Regions from separate parts of the Hordeum vulgare genome. Here region 1 is linked to region 2. Evidence: chromatin contacts called from public Hi-C data. All regions are on one chromosome and are shown on one strand. Each heading gives the region's core, a stretch centred on a gene start, on an enhancer-like site or on the middle of the called end of the contact. The rest is flanking DNA. Distances are from core to core; before and after follow the strand shown. Region 1 holds the start of LOC123426812 (26S proteasome non-ATPase regulatory subunit 11 homolog). Region 2 holds the start of LOC123426811 (calmodulin-binding protein 60 D-like).

What was found. A called contact is a pair of places that touch in the nucleus more often than the background predicts.
Region 1: a Hi-C map of leaf shows a contact between it and region 2, with 2.4 times the contacts expected there. The contact joins the promoter of LOC123426812 here to the promoter of LOC123426811 in region 2. A contact is called at or near these places in 3 of 6 Hi-C or Micro-C datasets (leaf and seedling).

The regions. Positions count from the first base shown.
Region 1 is chr2H:493,296,630-493,301,763 of MorexV3_pseudomolecules_assembly, reverse strand. It overlaps LOC123426812 (26S proteasome non-ATPase regulatory subunit 11 homolog), which reads right to left and starts at 2,064. Exons shown (of 2, transcript XM_045110712.1): 1 at 1,963-2,064; 2 at 1-238. The coding sequence starts at 229.
Region 2 is chr2H:492,852,311-492,857,629 of MorexV3_pseudomolecules_assembly, reverse strand. LOC123426811 (calmodulin-binding protein 60 D-like) reads left to right here and starts at 3,034. Exons shown (of 10, transcript XM_045110711.1): 1 at 3,034-3,214; 2 at 3,320-3,487; 3 at 5,198-5,273. The coding sequence starts at 3,360.

The DNA.
Region 1 (5,134 bases), core at 815-3,314, 450 kb before region 2:
TCAAAAGGTTTCGCAGCTCCTCAGCTCGGTTCTCTTGAGTGAGGTAATTTGTAAGGTTGGTAATTGCAAGTTCTTTTGCTCTCAGTGCATCTGCAGAAGAAGACGGGTCTTGAATCACACGGTAAAGGATCGATATTGACTCTGAAGCATCCTTAGCCTCCTGGGCCATTGCAATTGACTCAGTGGTAGCAGGAAGGTATGATGAGTCCATTGAAGAAGACATGACCATACGCTGAACCTGACAGTAAAATAAACATAAGTTACTTAGTGTTATACTCCCTCCGTTCCTAAATATAAGTCTTTTTAGAGATTCAACTACGGACTACATACGGAGCAAAATGAGTGAATCTACACTCTAATGTATGTCTATATAAATCCATATGTAGTCCCTAGTGAAAGTCTAAAAAGACTTATATTTAGGAACGGAGGGAGTAGAATATTAGAATGAATCAGAATTTTCTAGAACAAAGGTATGGGGATGTCAAAGTAAGCAAGGCACTACCTAACACTAGGTGCAAGCATGAATTTCCTTATCGACGCCTCCAACTAATAAAGGAAAAGAGGATAACATATTGGCGTGCATGAACCTCGAATCAGTACTTATGCCTTCTTCAGAAGGCAAGAAACATATAGTTACCAATATTAGCGAGTTAGGTCTACATTATCTGGAATATCTAAGCAGGCAAATGATCTTGACATTTATAAATCCAGCCACATTACAACTGCATGTGGAGAAGACACTTAGGCCCCATTCGGAGTCCCTCCGCTCCACGGCTCTGCTCCCGGAGCAGACGGAGCTGTAGTTCAAATTCGTGGAGTGGCTGCACAGGTGTTCTGTAGATTCTTAAATTTTAAGGAGCTGGTGGATTACCGAACGAGTCCTCACTTTGCAGATTCATATAATAGCTCTAGTCAAAAGAAGGCAAGAAGCTACTACATGCAAAGCTCATTCACTTTTGTTTCAATTAAAGTTAGGTTGCAACCATGGTGTTTAGATCTGCAGGGTAATTCCCAGAGTGCAACACTGGGCAGAATCAATCGTCTCTCAACAGTGTCCCAAGATCTAACTGGACAAAGAATCAACTGGGGTGTTAAGTTGGAATAAATCAAGATTAATATGCTGCCCAATTCAGCATATCATGGTAAAACGCAGTGCTACCAATGCCTATTATTAAGAGCCTGTTTGGGACTGCTCTACTCCTTAAAATTCAACTCTGCTCCAGAAAAAACAAGCCAAACGGGGTAGCTCCACGATATGCTGCTCCACAAAAAAAAACTAGAATCTGGGGTACAACTTCAAAGTTTTTATGAAGCTCCCGAGAGGGTGCTCCAAAAAAGACTAGAAGCTGGAGTTGGGGGAAAATTACCCACCACTGCCACCACTAAGTGGATAGCCCTTCATTTCTTTCCCCTCAACCAATCAAATAGATTCTTTCCACCAAATTTTATATTCTTGAAGCTGGAGCTAGATGGAAGCCAAACATTCTCTTGATAGTGCTATAGCTTCTGTATGAAACTGCTCCAAAGTGAATTTGACGAAGTGAAGCTGATTTTGGTGAATTTAAGCAGTCCCAAACAGGCCCTAACTCAGTATACTTGACAACACCCTTCACCAAGCTAGGTCGTAACAATAATTCCTAAGCCTAATTAATTACCATGACCAGAATCCCTAAACCCTAATCCCAGAATAAACAGCCAAGACAGGGGAAAACCATGCTGCCCTTAGCGAGATCCAATTTCTTCACTCTAACAAAGTACACAGGCTTGCAGTACACGCTAGGTCGACCCCGCAGCTGATTTCTGCGGGGTACTACCGAGGACCACGCAGGCCGCAACAGTGAAATCCAGAACAAATTACCCAGCAAAACACAGATATGTATTTTTTGGCATCAGATTGCTAACGCGATGGGAAATCATATATTAAAACTCTTGGAGTAATCCAGGAAAGCTAGGGTTCGTTACCAAGAGAAGGAAGCGATCCGAGCACGGATGGATCTGTCCAGTAGCGCGGAGGAGGACGGCGACGAATGGAAGGGAGGGGGGGGGGGGGGGGGGTCCTTGGAGGTGGCCTGCCTCCGCGGAAGGAGACCAGGAGGCGTGTTCCGGCCTTCCGGGGGGAGAGCTCGGCGGTGCTGGCGTGAGAAATCTGGGGGTGACGAACGGGGAAGCCAGTCGAGCTAACCAAAGGAGAGGCTGCGGGAGTAATTTAGGACACTATAACCGCACACCACTTCCAAGCCCTCTCACGTCTTCATCATTTTTGACCGTCCGTTTACAGGATTGAAACGTTTTGGCCGTGGGATCACCCTCCCCCGCACGTTCTATTACGTGGGCCAGAAGTCCTAAGGGCTGCTACTCCGGCAGCCAAATCGAAGCGCTTTGGTAAACTGGGCCTTTTGTAGACCAAGGTCCATAAAAACGTAAAAGAGACAGACTGATCGAAGATCTCAAGAACGAAAATCCGCTCGACAGAGGAACGAGTCAGACAGAGCTCGAAGTCCTAAGGGCTACTACTCCGGTAGCCGAATCGGAGCGCTTTGCTAAGCTGGGCCTTTTGTAGTGGCCCGTTAGTTAAATGACCAAGGTCCATAAAAACGCAAAATAGGCAGACTGATCGACCGGCCGTAGATCTCAAAAAAGAAAATCCGCTCGACAGAGGAACGAGTCAGACAGAGCTCGACAGAGAAGACCGATTAGGTCGCTGCGAGAGGGAGAGAGAGAGAGGGGAGCGGATCCGTCGCATGCGAAATAGGGGGTGTCGATCGATTAGTCCCACTGTTTGGGGGCAAGGTGAACCGACGCGGACGAAGATGCAGACCGACGCCATGGCTGTTCGGCTGTGCGAAATTACTCCGTTGGAGATTGAAGGAAGCAATCATTCTTTAGTTTTCTCAACAGGCATTCACGGTGGTTGATGTGCCCACCTACGTGTATATATGATTTCTTCCCTACCACTCTTCACTCACCCTTTTCCCAGGTTCCCCTATATTTCTTTCTCATTCATGTATCGACCATCAAACAATATACAAGTGCTCTTCATACTGATTGTGGTCAATAAATTAGGGCAGACCTTGGAGACGGGCAAGGTAAGAGCAGGGAGGTGGCGGTGACTGACAATCACAACATCATATCATTTAGAGCAGGAAAAAGCAGGAGAGATTGTCGGGTTATGTTTTTAATTTAACTTCTCTTCATCAAATTATTTAGATGAGGTCGAAGAGAATCTTGAAGATCTGCATTCGTCACTCCAAAAGTTGTACCCTACTTGAATACTGATTCAGATTTTTTTATGTGCAAGGAATTGTTCTGCTCCATAGTTGAACAAGTTCTTGGTCCATGTTACAAGACATGCATGGAGAGAAATTTTGTTGTTGCCTTCTTCCCTTTTGTTCTTGCCTTCTTCTCAGTTTATTTCCAGATAACCCAACCATTCGTGTTGTAAATATGCGGTATCTCTTGGACTACATGGTTCTCTTATAAAGATAACTTTTATCCTGACCAACTAATTGCTTACAGTTGAAACTGCTATCGGTAGCAAATATCATTAGGTATCTTTGATGATCTAAACATTACACATCATGAAGTTGAGGTATATATGGCCTCGGTTTTTCATTTCCATATGTTAAGGTTGGGAATATGTGAGAACATATTTCCTCCAAACTAGTAAAGGAAAGTTCTTTCACACTTGCATATCGTTAAAACTATATTTGATCATGATTCATGAGGAGGTATGAATGATCGTACTAAACTTTTCCTCTTTGAACAGTACTTCTCACGATAGTAAACCAAATCACAAATTGCAGCTTATGACTTCAAAGAAAAAAATGAGCATCCATGACAACCGACCCAGGACATTCATAAGAGAAGCCAAGATAGCTAAAGGTGAGGTGTTTTTTTATGATTTCGCCATTTTGGGATATCATCCTAGGATGACATTGCAACTGCCTGTAGAGCTGCCTTGCAACCTTGTAGTATGGTTTTTGGTGTGGCTAAAACTACTAGCAGATTATAACATAAGTATGATCTTGGACTGATCTCACATTAGATATATTTACCGTGTTATATGCTTCATGCATTATCGTCCTAGAAACAATTGAAGTGAACATTTTGGTAATTCAAACAACTTTAGTTTATTGGCAATTCTTAGATTTAACTAAGCTTTACTTATTGAAGAAATGGATGATCGCACGTGCCAGCTTGCTCGACGACCACCACCAAAACTTGTCCACCAGGGGCGCTGCCTTCCAAGTCGGTGGTTGCCCTTCCGTGCTCCCCTCTGTGTTGGCCATGCCTTCCCGAGCAAGGATAGGTCCAAGCGAGCGCGGAGCCACCTCGCCTCTTCCCCCTGCCTCATTAAGGTACTATGTCTGAATGTATAAACTTTAACATATGTTGAGATCTTAGCCTTGATACACGTATAACCTTATGTTAGATCCATTCTAGGACTATGGAACTAGAGACAAATCAGACAATCAATACTCATCATTACGCCTCTCATTTTTTTGGATGTTAGTAGCATCTAACGGTATTATTTTTTTGTACATTATATACTATTTATGATTGTACTTTGTTCTTGTTCTATTTTATATTCCCTCCGTTTCAAAATAAGCGTCATTGATTTCGTACAAAGTGAACGACACTTATTTCACCTTGATTTTTAGTTATTCGATTCTACATCATTTAACACGTCATATCACAAAGTTGACAGAGAACATATATTCTGACCGACAACCCACGCTTTTCGATTTGCCCCGTTGTTCATCTACAAACTAGATCATTGATGGCGCGCGTTGTTGCGCCCCTCTATTTATACAATGAAATGATAGAAATTTTCATAAATTTATGACCACATGAAACATATTATATTAAATTTGCCTAAACATAGTCATACATTAGTCGCTAATCAAATGCAATCTCATATAAATACTCGATAAAGGCAAGATCATATACAAATTGGCTTGGATAACAACATACACAAAAATTTAGATAGTAAATACAACTAATCAGCACATATAATAGGCAATGAGAAATAGATTGTATATACATGAAGCATAAATAAAAATTGTCACATGCCTCTACCAAAAGGCCATCATGTTGGAAACAAATAATTATGTCAGCCTAATGCACCTCGCTA
Region 2 (5,319 bases), core at 1,785-4,284:
ATAATTAATTATTGTCTCTAGGGCATATTTCCAATAGCAGAAGCTTGGTGGATCGTGTTCAAACCATTCTCTCAACCACAACGACAAGGGAGAAGAATAAATCCCAATCGATCCTCTGTTTGGTGACGTGGCACATTTGGAAGGAGAGAAACGAGCGCAGTTTCAGAAACATCTGCTCCAATGCCACCTCGGTGATGGCGGCAATTAGAAACGATATGGACTCCCTGTGCGTGGTTGGGGTGAAATGCCTAGAAGGACCACTTGGAGACCCAAGCTAATCTTGCTATGAGGGTCTCTTGCTTCTACATGGTACTTGACATGTGCTCCTGAGTTTCCTTGCCAAAGACCCCAATGCCGTATGATCTGTTTTTCGCTATCTCCTCCTAATATATTGGAAGTCAACTGTTTTCTTGTATTTCTAAAAAAACTGTGAAGCGATGCGCTCGAGGGCCTTTTCTATTTGGCACTTCTTGCGCCTGTCACAAACGTTTTGCAAACGGCCGCGTGAAGCGCCCCCGCGCTCGGCCGACCCATCTATTTCTTTTTCATTTTTGAATCCACAAAAAAGCGCACCCTTTGCGAATCAAACGAGCAACCTCCCTCATCAAGGTACAACTCATGTAACCACCCCACCACCCAGCGGGATTTGGTAGCATTCAATATTTTTTCCTTTTTATATTCTTTGCCCTTTTCTTTTTTTCGTTTCTCTTTTTTTTTCTTTTTCTTCTTCCTATTCGATAATTGTTTACAAATACACGAGCCTTTTTTTCAAATCAATGAACTTTTTTCAAAATCCATGAACTTTTCTTAATTTTGATGATTTTTTCAAATTGATTAACGTTTTCTACAAATCCAAGAGTTTTTTTTAATTTTATGAACTTTCTTTGCAATTTCAATGAAATTTTTTCAAATCGATGAACTTCTTTAAAAAATCATAAACTTTTTTTGAAAATCATGATTTTTTTAAATCCATGAACATTTTTGACACGATATTTTTGTTATTTTTTAAAAGCGATCGAGCGAACCCAGAGGAAATAAATGCGACTGATCTCGCTCTACATGGCCTGGCCACAAGGGTTGTCGTGGCGGAGCCATGGAGCTTCCCTAGCGCGTGAAACACCCAACAGGAGCTCGCGTGTTTGAACGCGTCCCACACGTTTAGTGGGACGGATTTTTAAGTCCAACGATAGATGCTTTAAGGCCAACTCCAATGCACGATCCTATACGGACGTTCGTTTTATTCGAATTTGTCCGTTTGGGCAGGGTAATGGGGCGACGTCCGATCGTTTTTGGATGTGTTGGTCATGCGTCCAATGCGTGGAGGCATCTGATCCGCATGTATACATTTTTTTGGCCGCTTTTTATTCTATTTCAAATACAATGTTTTGATGCATTGTAATGCATTCACCTATTCTCGGCTAGAAAAGGAAGACAAAAAAAAACAAGAACAACAGTTAGACATTTTAAAAGATATCCAACTTCCACAACTGCTCTTATTAGTTGGATTAATATCTTTTTTACGTCTTTATTGTTGATCCGCGGATTCTCAAGCTTACATGCTTCTGTCTTTTTTGATTCTAAAGAAATAGCCGTTGCTTCCTCTTTAGTCTCTTCTCTATTCTCATCTCTACCCTCAATTATAGCAAGGGATGCATGAACATCTATCAAATATCATGCTATCAACAAATCAATGTGTTCTTATTCCCAATACCAAAACTTGCATTTGTTAGCCTACACACAATTTAAGCGAACAATGAGCTACCAAAATTGCTCTGAATCCGGTGAACAACCAAATCAAAAGAAGCACATACCCCCATCTTTTTTGCACTTGAAGAACACCAATCAGGGATGTTCTCGTGTGGTAGAAACGCGACACACAATCTGCAGTGGGCAGTCGTGGCACTTTATGAGCGACAATGGCGAGCCGGCGAGTCGCTGGGCTAGAGCTGAGCCCGGACGATGACCGAGCATGTCTTTGCCAGCGAACCACCGATGAGATAGATCGAACGACTAGAGACGGACTCAATACCTGCATGCGGCGCGAAACGCTACCGAGGCTGTGTGGCCCGATATCCGGCCAGTCCATGGCAAAGCGGAATCACTGGCAGCCGGACGCGCCAAATCTGGCGGTTGGGTGTGCGAAATCCCGCCGCCGCAGATCTAGCGGATAGCCGCCGGCACAGGGGCAAGAGACGGGGGCAAGAGAGACACACATCCGACAGTCATGCTTTTGTCGGCCGGGCTGGATAGTGAGGCAACCGAGAATTTGGCGGCTGTGACTATGGCTGGGGGTCGAGGGATGGGGGCGACAGGAAGGGAGGGGACGGGGAGAAGAAAAATGGGCGACTATGTCCCCGATGGACGGGCCAGGGAAGGACAAGGTCACGTATCTCGTCCGTCCGCACGTGTTCATTTCAACGTAAATGCTATCAAAGACAAAAAATGATCAAAAAGGACATAAAACGGATAAATATTCATTTGTTCTCGCATGTTGAACCTTGTTTTGTGTCCGTTTACATCCAAAGACCGGTACCATTTGATATGTGCGTTGGAGTTGGGCTAAGAAGTGGACATACGGTCGCGCGCCCACAGACGATCTCAGCAGACTTGACTAATATCCATGGACCACGGTGGGCGATCTGTCACCTCAGCTGCGCCCCATCATCGACTACCCTATCGCACGTTGTAACCTAGTGCCCACTTGGCGACCCACTGTCAGCGAAGTTAAAACTAGTCATCAGCCCAACACATCGACCGACTGGCGGGCCATCTTGGCACTGTCAGTGACGAGTGCGGGTGAACACGGCAGTGCACATTTGCGTGCACAATCTTCATGGAGAAAAATAATGGCCGGGATAGCCGCCACGGCTCTGAGCACCCTCCGGTCTCCAACCTACCCACCACACCCACAGACAGGCGGTCCCGGTTGCCGATGCCCCACTTGTCATCCAGGTTACCTGACTGACGGCGCGCGCGGTTGTTGGCGCCTCGTACGCGAGCCAAAACGAGTAAACAAAGCAAAGGCAAAGGCGGGCGCCACCTCCACCCACGCCACACATAGATCTCTCTCTCTCTCTCTCCATCTCTTGCTTTGCCTCTAGTCGTCGCCCAGTCGCTGCCGCACTGCTCCGGCTCGAGCTCGACGCGGGAAGGAGCAGCCCGGGCCTTCTCCAACCCTCGTGCCGCTATCGTTTGCCAGTTACTAGTTGCTAAGGTTCGGCACCACGCCTCCTTGTCCTTGACTGCGATTCGAGGTGTTGATTTTTATGGAGTTTCGGGCCGGTTGTTTTTAATCCCCGAATTGTGGTGGTGGGCGCAGATCTGACCCACGGCGCCGGCAAGGTTGTGGCGCCGCGGAGATGCAGAGGCAGGGGCGCCACATGGAGCGGTCTGGCTCCAAGCGGGCGCTAGACCCTGGCGGCAGTGGCGGAGGCGGCGGCGACGACGAACGTGATCCTAAACGGCCGCGCGTCCCGGCCCTCGCCAGGTGAGTGTTGGAGACCTAACTTAATAGGTTTGTGACGGTGGCGCTTCCTAGGGGTTGGGTTAGCGATTTGCTGTAGTACTACTAGCTTAAACTCAGATATCATTAAGAGATGCTATCGCAATTAATGATTGGCCCAGTTCGTGTTCATACGGCTTTGGTTTTGTACTGACCTGTTTTAATGCTGAAATGTGTGCATTTGCTCTCAGCTGAAGGTGCTAAATCACTGTGTCTGCTCTTTAGACAGCTAAAATTGGGCAGTTAAAGAGAAAGTTCACTTTCACTTGAACGGACTAGTTAATGGAGAATAAGAGTTTCCTATCAAGAACGGGATTGAAACATAGTTTTTTGTGTGAGAAGTGAGAACATGTCCTGCATCGGCCATTTTAGTTGAAAGATTGTTTCAAAACATTTTATGAGCTCTGAAGTCTATTGTCATCCACAACAAGACATAGGCACATATAATCAGTCAATCAGTTCCTTGATTGGTATTGTTTAAGATTGCTATTCACCGGAATTTATTATAATATGTTTGTGATATATATTCACTGGACTAGGACTCAAGTTGATGTAATTTTTCCGATTTTAGTAAGATATTGATTATATCCTACGTTGAACGTTGAGTGAAATTCTTAATAGGCATCTGTCTCATCTGCTTCACCATATAATTCATTGACTACTTGAATTTGAATATCTATTTTCTAGGGTCCCGATATTCACCACACGTGTGACATATTAGACATCCGCCCACACACCATGTGTGGCGTACGCAGGAGGCAGCCCACACGGGTCGTGTGTGGGCGAACATTAGAACTGCCCACACGTGTGGGCGCAGCTACTTCGTGCCACACGCCCAACAAGTACTACTCATCCCCACCCCGCGCGTGTGGCACGAGGCAAATCTGCTCACACGTCCTGGCGTAGCTACGTTAGTTACCCGCGGGATGACACTTTAGTTACCCTCGGATGACAACTTTAGTTACCAGGATGGCAAATGTAGTTGTAAAAGCATGGCAACTCTCTCCGTTTTGGTTAACTATAGTTACCCGGGGATAGTTGCTATGTGTGTTTACCTAGTTGCCATGTGTGGTCCAACCATAGTTGCCATGTATGGTTAATCATAGTTGCCATGTGTTCACCTAGTTGCCATGTACGCGCAACTGCAGTTGCCATCTAGGAACGAACCATAGTTGACATGTGTGTTTACCTAGTTGCCACGTACGCGCAACTGCAGTTGCCATCTAGCAATGTACGAGCGTCGTATGGGCGAAGAGCAATTCGCCCACACGCGCGTGGACTAGGTGGTGACTGTGTGGGCAGAAACCGGTTCGCCCACACGACGCAGCTGGCAACCGCGCGCTGCGGGTTGTGTGGGCGAACTCTCCAACGCCCACACACATGATGATGCCTACGTGGCACTGAAATTCCAACAGATTCCTCTAGGATTCATGCAAAACAGATTCAACGTGGATCGACCGTGTGGGCGAAATGCAAACATGCGACACGTGTGGGCGTTATCATTTGGGATTTTCTAAAACCACATGACAACTATGTGACACATGCTTAATTTCATCTAAGAATTTTATATTGGTTAACCATTGCACAACAAATGGTATACGTAAATCTAAGGTTCTAAGGTGTGCATCCTTTGTTTATTTGAGGTTTATTATACCGTGCTTTGATAAACCTCTGCAACTTGTCCTTTTCTTTCAGTGTCATTGTAGAAGCTCTCAAGTTGGACAGTTTGCAGAAGCTTTGTTCATCCCTGGAGCCGATTCTCCGAAGAGTTGTGAGTTAAAGAACATGCGACATCTTTTATTAACTTGTTAATATAC